Linked DNA regions of Sus scrofa: region 2 is linked to region 1. Evidence: chromatin contacts called from public HiChIP or PLAC-seq data. All regions are on one chromosome and are shown on one strand. The core of a region is the stretch at or near the end of the contact, and the rest is flanking DNA. Distances in the headings are between cores, read along the strand shown. Region 1 holds the start of SLC10A1 (sodium/bile acid cotransporter). Region 2 holds the start of SLC8A3 (sodium/calcium exchanger 3).

Region 1 (3,866 bases), core at 1,323-3,822:
CAATGTATTAACCCCTCGAAGGCTCAGTTTCCTTATCTCTAGAATGGGCTCTTAACAGTACCTCATCACAGGAAGCTGTATGAGGATCTCAGGGAAGCTGTAGGAGGATCTCAGGTAAAGTGACTGGCCCAGTGCCTGGCTGTCATGTATTATCAGCATCATCATTATTATACTACATGCAACGTGTTGGCCCAGATGAAAAACTCTGTTTGGAATTTGAAGTCTGGCAGCATGTGATGGCGGAGGATGAGAGTCCCTCTCTGCCAGTGGGGTCTGAGGCCTGATTTAATGTGCACAGAGGTTGGTCCGTGGGAAGGGGCTTGATGGCAGAAGGTGGCCGTCCTAGCAGAGCACTATCTCTTGAGGGCCCTAGGTGGAAGGGACAGTTCCCAGGTGCCCAGACCAGGAGGCTGAGAAGAAAAGCAGGAAGGTCACATTCCTGAGTCACTGGAGGCTCTGCTGGTAGAGGCCTGGAGTCTCAGGAATGCAGGTATTTCTTGGAGAGACCTCAGAGCCACAAAGCCCTGAGTACCCCTACCTTGACCTGCAACCTACATCAGAATTAAGATATAGTCCAGGTTTCTCTGTCCAGGAAGCAGAGACTATGATGGGCCTTGTCTGCAGGCCAGGTCAAGGCCAAGGGCTTGCTTTGCAGCACGAAGGACTTGGGTTAGATACAGGGAAGAACTTCCTTATAGTGAGGTGGAGAACACTGGATATGTTCCCAGGGGAGACTGTACAAGCCAAGCTCTGTCTCTACCTCTCTCCCCACTGACCACCTCAGTGAGGATTGAATCTATGTGAAGTTCAGAGTCTAGAGCTTCTCTAATGGCAGGTCCAGGTAATCTCCCAATGATCACTATCAATTTTTTTTCATTTAAAAATCAGCCCCAGCCTCACTTAGCATCCCCAGGAGAGGTGATTCTTTACTTGGATGGCTTCCTTAGTGAAGTTCAGCCAGGGACAGAGTCCTGGCAGAGAATGTGTGGGTTCACTGCCCGACTGGACATGGAATAGCATCTCCACAGAGGACTGGACCAGAAGAGACCGGCTTGAGACAGAGGCTTAGATAAAAGCAGGGGCTTTTATGCTTGTGAGTTTCCTTCAGCCAGCATAGCTGCTGTGGCAGTTGGAGCAGGTCTGAAATGGCTCCTCCCCGGGAGGCATTCCAGACCAGAGCCCCACCAGTTTGGAAGGTCAATCAATTGTCCCCTGCAGGAGTGAGAACTTGCTGATTTCTGCTGTAATGATCTGATTGCCGGGCTGCTGCTGTTTCCCTCCTCCACTTCAGCTGAAGTGAGGCCCATCATGACCTGGGACCCTGACCTGGCGCTGGGAAACTCTGGGATCAACCTGGCTGTGTCTTTGCATGGAAGTGTTCCTGCATCTGATGGGCAGATGGGGGGAGTTAAGAGAAGACAGCCCATGTGCCTGGAGAGTTGGAAGATCTTTGGAAATTCCTGCCTGCCCTGCAGGAACTGAAGGTGTCTGTTGGTTCTAAGCCGTCCTGATCAAGCTCTGGAAGCAGTCTACACTCTCTTTCACATCTCTGGCCTTGACTTGCCCACCATGGCAGGAGAACATTCTCCAGAGGTCCCTTTGGTTTAAATCAGTATAACATGCCTTCAAGATAATCCTTGAGCCCCACGTGAGACAAATCTGGGGGTAGGGGGCTCTCCGGGATGACCCTGGACCTGCGGGGTAGCTTTGGCTTGGCACTTAAACTAAGATGTACCCCAGCTGCTGCCCTCAGCCCTGCATAAGCTCTTGACCACAGATGCCCGTCACCCCCTGCCCTAGCGCCTGCCCAGCCCTGACTCACTCCCGTTCCTGGTTTTAGCCCAGCTCTTGGCCTGATTGTCATCTCCCATGCAGCTGCTGCCCCTAGGTTGTTCCCTTCTCACCCCCAGTCCTACCTGAGGTTCATGTCCCCCTTCATGGCCAGAGCGAAGATGTTGGAGAGGTTCCCCCCAGGTGAGCAGCCACAGATCAGGATGGCCAGCGCCTCGACATTGTTCAGTCGGAAGAGCTTGCCCAGTGCAAAGGCAGTGAGGGGCATGATGCCGTACTGCGCCACCAGGGCGATGGCCAGTCCCTTAGGTTTCCGAAAGTGCGCCCTGATCCTGCCGAACTCCATGGTGCAGCCCAGGGAGAGCATGATGATGAGCAGCATGAACACCAGGATGACGCTCAGAGCCAGGTCTGTGGGCCGTTTGCCGAAGTTGTGCGGGAGGGTGAAGTTGATGGGAGCGGACTCGTTGAGGGCCTCCATCCTCCTCTGTGGTCGCGGTGGAGGGAAGGCCGAGGACCCAGTACACCCCTTGCTCACCTGCTGACTGCTGGTCCTTGCTGGGTGCCTTCCTCAGGCACCTCCCCGGGGCAGGGAGCTTCAGGCCAAAATGTAAATCTGAGCAAATAGAAGGATGATGCAACTGGCTGTGCTTTCTCTGGCTTTGGCCCCAAAGAGGAGAGAGCACAGAACCGTATCTGTTGGTCTTTCCCTGCCTCTCCTGAACTCCTTGGCTGCTGCTGCCTTCCTGGGTGCCCCCACACCGCTCCCTCACCTCTTGGCTGCTTCTGGGAGGACAGGGTTTATATCCCTGCTCTGCCCCCCCGTTGGGCACGCCCACAGGCATTCTGTTCTGGGGACCAATCCACGTTCAGCCCGTCTCATTCCCTGCTCAGTCCCTGAGGCCTCAGTTTCTCATTCAGAGGAAGGTGCAGTCCCCATGCCCAGATGGTTACTGCTATCTGCCCCCACACCTATGGGAGTGACAAGGGTTGAGTTTTATCTCTCCTTCCTGGATATACCAGGAGGGTGTGGGACAAAGTAGGGGCAGGTGGAAGAAATGTCTGTGACCCCTCTCCTGGAAGATGAGAGGTGCCTGTATCCTCCTCATCCGAGCTGGGGAACCCTCTTACGATCCCCAAACTTGGACCTCTCTGGTCCCGGGTGAGAAGCACGGTCCTCAGCGGACGTACCTCTGAGGAAAGAGCCTGCTGCCCAGTCTCTTCCACTAGCAGCCCAAGGAGCCCCACTGCCTGGGAAACTTGCTGAGAAGGAAGCAGGAATGCACAGGCTTTTCTTGCACATTTCCTGATGGCTCTGCTTTTGCACTGAGCCTGTCTGGGAGCAGCAGCAGTGGACAGGGGCAGGTACCTGACTCCGTGAGGCATCCTGGACCTCCTCCCAGCCCTTCAGACCAGGCACAAGGGAGCAGCTGTCAGAAGAATCGCCTCTAGGCTGGGCTGGAACCTGGGAAGACTGAGTGGGGTCTCACAGTTTCAGATTTGCTGAAATAGGAGACTAGGCATTTTTTCTGGGGGGCTCCAGAGGGCAGGACAGGGACCAGGGTGTGAGCTGGTCTGTGGGGGGCTGGGGGCAGGGGCAGATTTTGGCTTAGTCAGAAACCACCCCTAAAAATAAGCTCTCCGACAATGGCCCCAAGGGCCTTTGGAATCCTGCTAGGTAAGGGTTGGAGACAGGATCCACACATTGAGAATTGTGTTGAGAAGGCTGCACTCTGGCGTCTTGCAGGTCACAGGGCTGTGTACCATGGCCCTCTGTAACATGATCCTGAAGCTCCCTTTCCTTCTGAGGGCCCCCTATATTAAGATTGCCTGATGATGACCTGATCTCAAGGGGAGGGCAGGCAGAGCTGGGGATACTAGATGCTGATGGGGGTGTGTGGAGCTTGGGCTGTGTGTGCCAGGAGGGGCAGGGGCCAGCTTCCCAAAGGCTGCTTTCTCTCCCTAAAACTGGTCAGAAGAGGCCCCCCTAACAGAGTTGCTAGGGGAGAATTATTGATCCTCACCTGGGCGCCAAGAACTGTGGGAGTATTAAAAAATTACATAATCAATGTCCC
Region 2 (4,051 bases), core at 1,481-3,980, 380 kb after region 1:
CATCAGCCACTCTCACATGGAGAGCTGCCAGGCACGAAGGGGCAGGTTCCTCCGAAACTTGGATTCTGCAAGGCTGGCACAAAGACAGGCCCACAGGAAGCTAGGCATCCATATGGAGTGAGCTGATCCCCCTATGTCAGGGAGAGCAGGGTGTAGCAGCTATATTTGAAAATCGAGGTAAACAAGAGCTCAGCTCAAGTGGATGGGGCACAACAGCTGCAGAAGATTAATCACACACGGCTGCGAGTCACCAGGTCGCCCGAGGCCCAGAGGCTTCCCTTTCGGTGCCCCACCAGCAGGCCGGATGTTTGCCTGTCACGTACCCACAACTCCCTTTGGGGTGTTTCTCTGCCACCCAAGAGCTTGGAGCCTTGCTCCCAGCTGCAGCCTGCCTTTCTGATAAACTAGCCCCAACTTCAGCCTTTCTGCCCAGGAGGCCAAACCACCAAACGTTCAGTGTTTGTTTTTCAATCACCAGGAAACAGAGACCCAGAGACAGAGACAGAGAGACAGAGACAGAAACAGAGAGGCGGCAGGCAGGCGGGCTGGCATGGAGCGGGTAAATTTATGGCACTGCATTAAAGGCGATTGTTCTATTTAACCACCGTCCCCGCCCCCGCCCCCCACCCCTACCCTACACACCCTCCACGGTTAAAAATAAAACACTATGAATAAAGAAGAAAAACAGCTTTTTACACCTGGAACAAATCGCTTTCTTCATCTCTCCCAGTGGCTCAGGTCCTGGGGCAGGTCAGGCAGGGTCTGCGGGAGCAGGCTAGCTCCTCTGAATGAGGGCCTGTGGCTGTGGCGGTGGTGGTGGTGGTGGTGGTGGTGGTGAGTGGTGTGTGGGCAGGGTGGTGGTGGTAGGGGGGAGGTAGTTACACACTTCACCTCTCTCCACCTGGCCCCATAACGCCCAGAACACCGAGGAGAGGAGAACACAGGATGGGAGAAACCCTCCTTCTCCCCGCCCCCTTGGCTGCCGCCAGCGGGTGCGCTGGGGCTGCGGTTCCCGACCCGCGGCGGTGGAGTCCCGAGGTTGGGGTGCGCGCGTGCGTGTATACACGCAGGCGCGCGCCGAGTAGGTAACGCGCTCCCCTCCTAGCCCCCAAACCCGGCGGGCACTCACAGCCCCAGAAGCGCAACACGCCCTGGCACAGCCAGCACACACATGCACACATGCATCCAGCACGCAACACGGCACTCAGCCTCTCCAGTGCGCACCCGCCAGTAACCCAGCAAACCAGACACCCGACAGCACACACAAGCTCAATCACCTCCTTTCTGCGATAACTCCCCGTTTCCCCCACCCCGTAGCCACTAACGCTGCCAGAAGGCCGCCCCCCACCCCCTTCCCGGCACTGTATGCAACCGAGTACACTTTCCAAGGCACCCTCCCCCCACCTCTTATGACACTAAACCCACAAGAAGATAGTTCATATGAATGATCTTGAGAAAGAACTTAATTAACACCATGACTGACAAGCAGGAACCCTCACGGGGACACCCCTACCCACCCCCCAACCCCTGCCTCCCTGGCCTCGGCTGCCCGCTAAGGGGGAAGGGCTGGAGGCTCACCCAATTACTCACCGTTTCCTCTCAGTCTCGAGCGCGGTGGGCAAATGAGGGGGTGAGGAAGATGCGCGATGCCCCCGCCGCCGGGCTCCTCACCGGCCGCAGCGGTTCATCGCCCCCGCGGGCTGCCCGCCGGCCGCAGCGGCGTCCGGGGCATGTCAGTCCGCCGCCGCCGCCCGCCGGCCGGGCTCGTGGGCTCGCAGCTTTCAGGGAGCTGCGGGGCAGCGCATCCGGAGCGTGAGGGCTGGGGCAGAGCAGGGGGTCTGGGGAAGGGTCCTTGGATTCAAGGATCAGGAAGAACACCTCTGAAGACCCCCCGGGAAACCCAGACCGGGGTCGCGGGCTCGGGACTAAGCCCTGGAGAGGCCCGGAGTCCCGGCCGCCGGCAGCGAGGGCGGGGGGGCGAGGGGATCCCTGCCGGGAGGGGCAGCAAGGCTAGCAGCCCGGCGCGCCCTGGCGGCTCCGAGGGACCCCGGCTTGCAGTCGCGTCGCCGGGGCTTTCCCGGGGCTGGGAGCGCGCCGGCCCTCCGCCTCTCACGCCGTCACCGCGGGAGACGTCTCGGCCTCGCCGCGCGCGGAGGGGACGCGCGGAGGGGATGGTTTCTGGGCGAGCCGCGAGCTTTGCCCATTAAGCTGCAGCGAGAAGCCAAATCAAAAAGCCAATCTCCAAGCCTCCAAACCCAACGTCACCCTATCAGCTGGGAGGGAGAGAGCCGCACGGAATGACAAGCCGCGCATATTTATCCTCGCGCGCCGATGGGGGTAATTTTCTGAGAGCTTCCCGACCAACAGCGGGGAAGCCGAGCCGGTATCTCGCGTCCAGAGAGCCCCCAGGACCGAATGCGGACGGAACCCCTAGACCACAGCCACCCACCCAATCGTTGGATCCCGGTGCCCGGCGCCTCCCGACCGGCGGCAGTTCCGAGACGGCGGAGCGTCCTGACCTGGATTCCGCGGCGTCCAGAGCTCCGGGCAGCGGCGGGGAGGGCGGGCAGGAGGGCGCTCAGCACCGGCTTTCCCCTTGTCCTCAGGAGACGCCGCCTGCAATTCCGAAATTAAGTCTCCACCAAACACATCTGTGGTTTTTAAATATAGCAGGGGACGATTACCCAGGCAGGGTCCACCCAGGCCTAGGGGAGGGGTTGAGGGGGGATGGAGGTAGGCACTGGAGGGAAAATAAAACTCCTTTCCCCCCACCCCTTCTTCTTCTTCTCCTCCTTTTTTTTTTTTTTTTTTCCTTCTGTTCTTGGTGCAGAACTCTGTCATTTTCTCAACCCAAATCAAACAACAGCTTGTGACAGGCGCTTGAGCGAGCGCTGGTATGTTGGCTTTGGGGTTTTTAAGGCTAAAAATAAGAGGGGGGCTGTCTCTCAAATTGCTGCTTATGCTAGGCCTGGAGTCTAGAAGAGAGATGGTCCTTTGATGCAGCAATAGAACCAGGGTTTGGGGCTTGGCTCATGCAAAGTGTACACATGCAGCCTTAAATCAGATGCCCCTAATTACTGCTATATTTGTCAGGCTTGGTTCTGGAGGCATGAGGGGTGTGCAGGCCTCTCCTAAGAACGGGGTTACACACCCCTAGTTTGTGGATGGCGTTAGGCAGATGTAAGATGGGCATGGTGGCCAGCCCTTTGTAGAGACACCTGTGCAGCTTCTGGGATAGAATATAAAGGTAAGGCAGTCGTTCCTCTCAGGGCTCTGCTGTTTGATGCCAAGTATGATGGGCCAACCAGTGAGAAGAACACTTAGCAAGTCTCAGCACCCCCTTTAGGCCAAGCACCCAGTTAAAGAATTTGATTGCCTTCTTTCAGGTCATCCTCTCAAAACTCTAAGAGACAGGTACAATTACTAACTCCATTTTTCTCAAGGATATTGAGCCTTACGTTAAATAACCATCTTAAGGACACAGCAGCAGAACCAAAGACTGGAATGAAGTGGAATCGGCTGGAGTTTCACTGATAACAACAGTACACACAACTTTCCAGATCCCTGGCTCCTCTGAGGACTGCTCTGGAACAAGATTTGGTCCAAAGAGATGAAGTGGGCATAGGAGCTAGGGTGGCATGTGAGTTCTTTCCTGGTGCTCTGACTGGTGCTCCTTCAGCAAATCACATGGAGGTTTCCATCCTGAGGCTGAGTCCTGGATGCCCTCCGTCCTAACAGAGCCCTGTGATCTCAGATCCCTGAACATTTATGGGCCTTGAATCCAGTTAGAGTGAGGGCTGAGACACTGACTCTGTAAGATTTCAATAACTTCTAACAGTGTGGGATTTCAGGATATGTCAATTGGTGGAATTTACTTTGTGTCTGTTTCCATGGAGATCCATGATGCTGACTGGTCTACAGTCAAGACCAGGAGGTAGCTGGTGGACCCATAAATTGGTACAGCTTTTAGGGAGGACAGTTTTGAAAGACATAGCAAATTCCTTAAAAAATGTGAACCTCTTTTGCTATAGTCATTTTAATGGTAGAAATT

What was found. HiChIP or PLAC-seq counts read pairs in DNA pulled down with a chosen protein or histone mark.
Region 2: an H3K27ac HiChIP or PLAC-seq map of skeletal muscle shows a contact between it and region 1, with 3 times the contacts expected there. The contact joins the promoter of SLC8A3 here to the promoter of SLC10A1 in region 1. A contact is called at or near these places in 1 of 5 promoter capture datasets (fetal skeletal muscle) and 1 of 2 datasets of contacts at active chromatin or transcription factors (skeletal muscle).

The regions. Positions count from the first base shown.
Region 1 is chr7:93,419,417-93,423,282 of Sscrofa11.1, forward strand. It overlaps SLC10A1 (sodium/bile acid cotransporter), which reads right to left and starts at 2,573. Exons shown (of 5, transcript XM_001927695.5): 1 at 1,917-2,573. The coding sequence starts at 2,272.
Region 2 is chr7:93,794,753-93,798,803 of Sscrofa11.1, forward strand. It overlaps SLC8A3 (sodium/calcium exchanger 3), which reads right to left and starts at 2,731. Exons shown (of 8, transcript XM_013989127.2): 1 at 2,520-2,731.